Regions from separate parts of the Dromaius novaehollandiae genome. Here region 2 is linked to region 1. A link is a contact called in public Hi-C data. All regions are on one chromosome and are shown on one strand. Each heading gives the region's core, a stretch centred on a gene start, on an enhancer-like site or on the middle of the called end of the contact. The rest is flanking DNA. Distances are from core to core; before and after follow the strand shown.

Region 1 (4,136 bases), core at 1,281-3,780:
TCCAGAGCCCAGAGGCAGCAATGGCCCCTGGGGCGCTGGGATGGAGGAAGGCAGCAGCATTTCACCATTTGCATGTGAAGCGCTATCACAACAGCAGAAGCATGGGACACGGGTGCCAAAACATGCCCGAGGCGTAGGGTTCCTCATAGTTCTACATGGACCATGCAAAACCCAGTACAAATTCCCACTGAGCGATTCCAGGCAGAAATGTTTTATTCGTTACCAGTAGGTTTAATGCAGCCCCTCAGTTAAGCTGATGGCCTACATGGATGTTTTCGTTGCAGAATAAAGGTAGTGCTTTTTTCACTAGTTTTAAACTCCTTTCAGCACAACATAAGTGAAACCTGAAAAATCCCTGCGCATCGGGCGAAGGTCTACACTCAGCGTGGCACTGGCACAACAATAGCTGTTTGAGTTCAGGCTGTAGCTGACTGTTGCTCTACTCACCTGCATAAGCAGATCTCTGAACCAGTGGCAAGACCTGGTCCAACTCAGTTATGTGGTGTTTAGAGGATGGTCAGTGTTTTACCAACTGAAGTCGTATGATTGCAAACTGGGAGAGGAGGAGAGCAGGTTGAGGGAAAGCTTGGTGTTTCCGAAGAAGATGGAGCATGAATATCAATGTTCTTCTGGCTTCTGTGGGCAGATCTCAAGGAGAAGCAGGAAAGACTGAATGCCTAGTCCCTCCAAACTGCTTTTCTTCCCATCTTGCACTCCTACACTGTCTCTCAGTGACCATATTCTTTCCACTTGCTCCCAGTGACAGAGTCGTCTGCCTACCGTCTCTCTGCCCTCATTTACCTCTTTCTACCACAGCCTCTGCATTGCATCAGAGATGCAACCCTTGAGCAGGATGGGAGAAAAAAAGCTGCTGGAGGGAAGGGTGCTGACACTTCCAGACGAACCTTCTAGGATGCATCAGGGATGCATCATGACGTGCCCTATTCCTGATGCCTCAAGGTCCCTTGGGTAAAAAGGGCAGAGAAACCATCCACGAGCTGTACCCACAGATCCTACTCTGCCTTAAAACTGATGATGGTGCTCACATAAATGTCCCTTTGTTAGGTTTCTGCCTGCACTGGTGTATGCCAAACAGATGATTTTCCCTCTCCGAGTGCAGTTATGATGTCCGGGAGGGTTAGGCTGGCACATGGGAAAGCCAACCCTGGTGACTTTTACACTGGCAGTTGCTATACAACCGCTCCATCATTGTTTTCACCGTTTCTTTGCAGAACAACAGTGGTGTACCCCCACTGGGAGGACACTACTATGGAAAGCTGGATTTAGGCTCATGCAGCCCCAGACTTTGCCATTTGTTTTCCTGCAGAAGCGCTGCTCATGTTGTCATGTTGTATGCCGGTGCCGCCGTGGGCATGGCTTTCAGTACCCATCCTAGTGTCTCCTGAACTTCTTGGCCAGTTCCTACCGAATCCACAGAGAGGTAGAGCTCTCTGATACTGTATGTTCCCAGGAGTTTTAGGAAAGGAGGCAGCTAGGAAAAAATAGGTCTCAAACAGGGAGAGCAGCAGTTTGAGGAAAGACCCTCTCAGACAGCAAAGACCTTGCCCAGGACAGAGACTGTGGCCCGATTGCAGAAAAACTTCTAAAAGGTGTTTATGTTACGCCGAACTAAGCAGACAACATCTTGGTCTCTGATCTCTAATGAGGGGGGCACTTACACTGCAGCCAGTGTACAATTTGGTTTAAAAAAAGCACTTAGTTGCAAGATATGAATCCAATGGAAAACAGATTGTCTTAGGTCCAGTGCTTTGTATGGACTTGTTTTTCTCTTCATCTATCAGGCAGAGCCCTTCTGCACCAGAACTGCTGTTTGCCAGACAAGGCGGGGATGTGAGGAGCACCCTGGCAGAAAGGCGGCCTCGGAGCACCCGTGGTATGCACAGCGCCTGCAGAGTGCATGGAGTCACCCAAGCCAAATCCCACCGAGGCAGAGAACGTCACAGAAACAGGCAGAAGGGGAATAACAACATTTTCTTCCAAGGCTTATGTGGCCCTAAGCATCTCTAGAGATGAGCATTTGGTAACTGATCGGAAATAAGCTTGTTTTATCTCTGCTGCCCTCATAGCAGGCCCTGGTAATTATTTTTTAAGCAGACAGGGAAAAAAAAAAAGCCTGTTTTCAGCAAGATAAGACCAGTCTTCATTCCTTCCTTCCCACTGGCAGGAGCGTAGCGATGTGGGTAAGGAGGACTGTGCAGTGGGCATGCTGCAAGGACAGATTGTGTTCACACACAGAGCCAGCATAAAGTGGGAGTTGAAACTGGTGCTCCTCGCACCATAAAGGGCTCCAAAAAAGAGTCAGTGACGTTAATAATTGCAGCCAGCAGTTGTCACTGATCTAGTTAATCAGGACTGCCTTACACAAAGTGCTCCCAGTCACTTCCACTGTACCCAGCATTCAAAAGAAATAAAAGAATCAGAGTTTGTGACTAGCGATGGGGGGATCTGACCACCAGATGCCAGTGTCACTCCACAGGGAATACGGAGCAGCTCTTAGGCCAGCAGGTTTGCAGGAAAAGCCAGTGCAGCTGGACATCATTTATTTTGTTCCTGTCTGGGTTTTTCTACATGCTACAGCTGGGAGCAGCCACCTCTCTGCACCCTCCAGTGAGACATCTCCCCAGCACTGTAAAATCATGGCTACTGCTCACCTGGTGGAAATTTCTGTCTGCAGGCAGTGTTCTCCCACAGGCAAGGAGGGATGCAGATGGAGTCCTGCTGGCCAGGAAGGCTGTGGCCTCCTCCACCATCACCTCATTCTGCTGCACAAGGGAGAGCTGGTTCCTCTGGCCCGCGTTCCCTCTTGAAGGCACGAATGTCCCAGGGTACCATTCAGCACCAACAGAGGTTTTGTAGTTGCTTTAAGTGCAGTAGTTACCCCTTCAGCTTTGGCCACAGAATTCAAGATTTCTAAGATTTCTGCACCATAACTTGCCTGGATTTGCTAATCTTCTGGGCACGGCTTTCTGTGTATGAAGGGGTCTGTCCCAGGGAACAGGGTCCTGGCATTTCCTGGCCTTCATGTTCATTTGTGAATGAAATCAATCCCTCCTGGAGCCACCACCACTGCCAGGCTCTCTGGGGCCCTGCGTACCCTTCAGTTTTCACAGAGAAAAGCAGGATTTCCTAGAGGCTTCCCCTGAAGGCTGAGGCTGGCGTTGCCCATGGCCCCAGAGGAAGGCTAGTGAGGGGAACAGTAACTGCTCTCCTTTTTCAAGATCAGGGGGTGTGAAGGCAAAATTTACACCCCACTCTTGTTTTTCTAATCTCAGTGGCCTGGGCTGGTGTTTGAGTGCAGAATAAAGGGCTTCTAGACCTCCTAGTTTCACATGGGTTTGAGGTACCACAGGCACTTTTCATGTGGCCATAAATCACATCTGTAAACCCCTTTTCTCCTTTGATTCTGCTTGCCTTTGCTCTCCCTTTCCTTAACTGTCCTTTCTCTTCTGCTCTTAACTCATGAAACTTGATTTTTAAAATAGCCTGCAAAATCTCACTTGAATTCTGTAATCAGATCTCTTTCCATTTGAGTTCTCTGAAGACTAAACAAGCCCAGCATTGCCAGTGTCTACTTTACCTGAAGACCCTTTGTGTCTACTGATAAATCCTTTATGCTGTGTACTTTTTTTTTCCCCCTAGATCATGAATAAAGATGTTAAATACAAGGTCATTTGGGACTGCTGAATTCCAGACCCTGGAGTTAGTGGTATTTCAAGAACAATTCAATTACATGATTATGTTTCACTTACTGAGTTGTCTCAGGGAAATCATTTATTATAGAACAGCAGGCCTTAGCTCCCTGTAACCCTCTTAAATCAATCCCATCATATCACAGAAGCCTTATTTTCATATCATCCATTGTAATTGTTTAATTGTTTTTTGAAGAGGCCTTCCTGGTGTACTTAGTAGCTATCAGGTTTTTCAACAGATTACCATTTTAAAGCACGAGAGCTGGAAAAAAACCCCAAAACAAAACAACCCCCAAATTTCCTTGAAAAACGATGAACTGAAAAGTGGCTTGAAAAATATCAGCCTCACATTGATATTGTCCAGGTCATTGGGGTTCTCCAAGCAGTGAGCGATGTACCTCGAACAGGGACCGTAGGGCTTTGCAG
Region 2 (4,330 bases), core at 943-3,442, 68 kb after region 1:
GCAGTGCAACACTTATCTCTGAAGCTCTGAGATAACATGGTCCAAGAACAGAATGAACACATTCTTCTGGTAGTGTGCTTGTGTTGCTTGTGCATCTGTGACACCAGGGTTACTTTGATGCCTTCTTCTGCCACACACAGATGGAAGTGATTCTTCAGCATTAACAGCACAGGCCAAACATTGGACTTCAGCATAAAGTGAAGAAAATGTTGTCACCCTCCTGCTTCATTCTCCCCAGGGTACAAAAAACAGAGTTTGCTTCATTAGCCATTGTGATTAGGTCTCTGTCTGCCTGTTGCATGTATGCATGAAGGATTTTTTATGAGACGGACTATGTTCAACACACACCAGTGCAGCCAAGAATGCAAATTTAGTGACAGAATAGAGCAATCTTCCAGCATTCACATCATAGTCAGCTCTTTCGCTTAAGGTTCCATCAATAACAATGTACTTTGTTCTGGAGCTGCTAAGAGCATCCATTTAACTTATCCCTTGCTTCTTGCATGCTATATTCACACCCTAATTTGGTCCTCCTCTGTCTCCCATAGCTGGCCTACTAAATCTTTTGAGTTATTGCAGTTCCGTACACTCTGCAGGACATTTAAGCATAGTGATGACTTCTGAGACTGTGTTTAACAAGTTGGTCACTTGTTGCATTCCACAACTGAGAGAAATCACTGTGTTCAACATCTGTCCTGTCAGAGGATTAAATGGCTCCTGGAATTTTGATCATACAAGTTCCTTACCACGTTACAGCTGTAGACCCTTAAGAGCTCCTTACACAATCCCCGATAATTTTTGTATGAAAAGCTCTGTAAGGTTTTCTGTTGTATCAGAGATATGTAAAAAAACAATCAGATCTTCAGAGCTCTGCTTGTCCCTCTGTACTTGGGTGGGTGTAACATAAAGTCAACGTGACGTTCCCTTTTCTTGGAAAAGCACTGGTGGCATGAATTATTAAGCTGAAATATTTTTACCCTGTCTAAAAATTTGTTCTAAATGAGTACTCCTATCAGCTTTAGAATTTGATTTTGCATTTGTTCCAACAGGTCTAGGCTACTGTATTGTGTATTATTAAGCTGTTCTTTCAAATTAGAGTCAGATTCTGCACTACAGTATGAAAGAGCAGGTACAATGTTGATATATTTTACCCATCCCCTCATGAAAATGTCCTGCCTTCCACAGAGAAGGGTAATTTTAACAAGTCGTCTCAGGGCATGCTGACTGTGCTGTCAGCTTTTTCTTGTGCTCAGATGCAACAAATGTATCGCCCTTTGCTACAGCACAAGCACGGTCTTTGAATTTGCAGTGTCCCTCTCGTATTTTTTTGCCATTGGACCAGTCTTTCAAGGGAGCTGAAACCAGAACCTCTTCCTTGCTGTTGTTAAATCCAAAACGTGGCCCACAGAAAACTCCATCCAAGTGTTTGGAGTAACGTGCAAATACGTACTCCTGGAGGAGCTGCGGGCTGCAATGATGGTACTTCTGATTTGCTCATGTGGCTCTTAGGAAACTTAAAACTTGATGGCAATTGCTGCTTGGCTAAGACCTCTCTCCTCCAGTGCTGGGCCAAGTGGGAGCGATTCCAGCAGGCCGTGCCTCGGCCCCCGCGGGAGCCGCTCGCTCTCCCTCCAGCCCTGGGCAGCCCTGCTCCCAACGGAGACATCCAGGGCTCAGCCACCGCCTCGGCTGGCACCACGTCAGCAGCACTCTGGTCCCCCAGGAGCCCCCCGGGAGCCTCCCGGGACCACAGAGAGAGGGCCCCAAACAGCGGCCGCTAGCAGCGTGCTGAGAGCAGCCCTGCCAGCGGCGCAGAGGCTGCCCTGGCCTGTTTTCCTGGCGCCTACTGCTCTAAGATGGCCGGACTGGCCTGGGGCAGCTGCTGGTTTTCCTCCCGAGCAGCAGACGCACAGTGTCTGGGCAGCGCTGACAGGCTGCAGTAACTGAGGACACCTGGAAACACTCTTTCTAAAAGCACAGACAGCTTTAAAAAAGCGAAAGCAAGCAAAACCCCAAAGCCAGGCAGAGCGCAGGCAGCCCGACGCGGATGTCTGCGCATGCGCGCCCCGCTACCTCACGTCGGTGCGCGCCCCCCGCCGACACGCATGCGCATAGAAAAGCGGGCCGGCAGCCTCCGCGCCTTTCCAGCAGGGCGCATGCGTACTGAGAAGAGCCTATGTTCCGTATTCCCCGTGATGGGCGGGGGAAGTGTTCTGCGCAAGCGCGCTCGCGGAGGCGGCACTCCGGCTCCGCCTCCCGCGCCTGCGCAGTGACGGCCCGGAGGCAGTTTCCGGGCGCCGCGGAAACTGCCCCTCCCTTTCTGCTCACGGGCGGCCATCATGGTACGTGCGTGTGGCTGGGGTCTCAGCGCCTGCTGGCCCTGGCGGCGGCGGCGTCTCCCCGCGTCCCGCCCGCTCGCCTGCCTGGGGCGCTGGGTGGCTCCGTCCCCGCAGCGGGGAGCGGGTCGGGAGGGAGGGGGCCAGGCCGGCGGCCGCCTCTCCCGCTCTGGGCTGGGAGCGGGCCACGCGCGCCGCCGCTGGGAGGGCGGGGGGGAGGGGCGCCCCCGCGGCCCCTCCGGGGTCGGCGGCGGACGGGGGTCTGCGCCCCCCGCCGGGGCCTGGTTCTGCCGGGCTGTGGGTGTTACCCTGAGTCCGTCGCTCGGGGCGGGGGGGCGGCGTGTTTAGGCAGCGGCCTGGAGCGCTGTGAGTCTGGCCGCGGCCTCGGGTGGGTTCTCGCCTGACCCATGTCGGCTCTCATTGATCCTAGGTGTTCAAGCGCTTCGTCGAGATTGGCAGGGTTGCCTTCATTTCCTTTGGACCACATGCTGGCAAGCTGGTGGCAATTGTGGATGTTATTGACCAAAACAGGGTAAGCTAAGAGCAGCCCAGCTTACTTCTTCTCTTTCTTTTAATAACCTTGTGCATTAAAACATTCTCCAAAGAGATTTTCAAGAAAACAAGCACAGGTCAGAAAGGAGTAGTTTAGCAGGCATTGCTGTTTGAAACTTTTAGTAAGTTTTTTTCATTGTCAAGTGATACAGTCTCGTCTCTGCTATCTCTTCTAGTTCTTTTATCCTTGTAAGTGCCTTAAAAGCTGATTTTGGTGAATTCTTGGGAAATAAGATAGATGCTTACATTATTTCCTACGTATTTATTGTGACTAGAGGTGTGATGTCTTGGAACTCTTGTGGGAGTAGTGGTGGCCAAGTACATTTTAGTTTGTCTAAAACTGATGAATTGAGTGGTACCATTATATGTTTAAGGTAAATACTTGGGTTTGCACAATTAATATTCCTTAAAAAGCCAGAGAAGAGAATGGTGAAGTAAGTGATCTTATTTCTGTGTACTTTTTCTATTCCAGCTTCTTTTTCCAAAGACAAAGATGGGCCTTTAGAAGCAAGATGAGTCTTGTTGTAAAGTTGGGTTGTATATGCAAGACTTACTGATCTCTGATTCTGACAGCACAAAACTTGTTTCTATTTCAGACTGTTGTGGTCAAGTTGCAGTTAACAAATTGTTAGGAAGCTGCTGTCTAAATCAAGCATGTTGGGGAAACTGCTAATAAGCATGTGTTTGTTTCAGGCACTAGTTGATGGCCCCTGTAGTGGTGTCAGAAGACAGGCTATGCCTTTCAAGTGCATGCAGCTCACTGATTTTGTTCTCAAGTTCCCACACAGGTGAGTTCTCTGTCTTTTTTTGGGCCTCTGTAAGACATGCTGTCACTTGATGCCAGATTTATGTGATTTGATGCTTGCTAAATATAGAAAGTTCATATAATGTTCATTAAATGTGTGTGCAGTAGCAACTTGGTAGAGCATGTTACCAGTTGAACACATGAAAGTTTTCACTATGAATATAGACTGATAACCACTGTTCAGGAAAGTGGAAGGAAAGGAAACAACAGACTGCCCTAGGCAACTTCAGGCAGCAGTTGCAGTAATACTGTGTAACTTTGCATGTGTGTATATGGTATCTTAAGCTACTGTGTAGATTACCTTCAGATATTAAATATATTCCCTGCTTATAGAACTGTGCTGGAATTGTAGGAAACTGAACTCATTCTTTTTTCATTAGCTTTGTTACTATATGAGTTCTTGTAATTCAGAATAAAAAATTGCTGCCTTTCTGATTCTAGAACAATGCTTATAGTATTGTGTGAGAATGCCTTTTGAGGTCGCTCGTCTGTTCAGTCCTAGCCAAGCATTTACACAATGAAATGTTAGGTTAGTCTGTAGAAGTGTATGTGTTGTTAACTTAGCATGTGGTGAAATGTAGCCATTAAAATAATCTGTGCACAGTGTGGAAGGATGATCATCTCTTGTATGAAATTT

The links. Hi-C and Micro-C count contacts between places; a contact is called where the count stands out from the background.
Region 2: a Hi-C map of brain shows a contact between it and region 1, with 2.2 times the contacts expected there. The contact joins the promoter of RPL14 here to the enhancer-like site in region 1. A contact is called at or near these places in 2 of 4 Hi-C or Micro-C datasets (brain and liver).

What each region holds. Positions count from the first base shown.
Region 1 is chr2:28,564,326-28,568,461 of bDroNov1.hap1, forward strand. No RefSeq gene overlaps it. Among named protein-coding and RNA genes, the nearest start is that of GGCT, 8.2 kb to the left of the region's middle. Within about 2 kb of position 2,531, at least 1 of the 2 cell types and tissues checked has open chromatin away from gene starts, as enhancers often do.
Region 2 is chr2:28,632,244-28,636,573 of bDroNov1.hap1, forward strand. It overlaps RPL14 (ribosomal protein L14), which reads left to right and starts at 2,193. Exons shown (of 6, transcript XM_026098780.2): 1 at 2,193-2,342; 2 at 2,767-2,868; 3 at 3,582-3,676. The coding sequence starts at 2,340.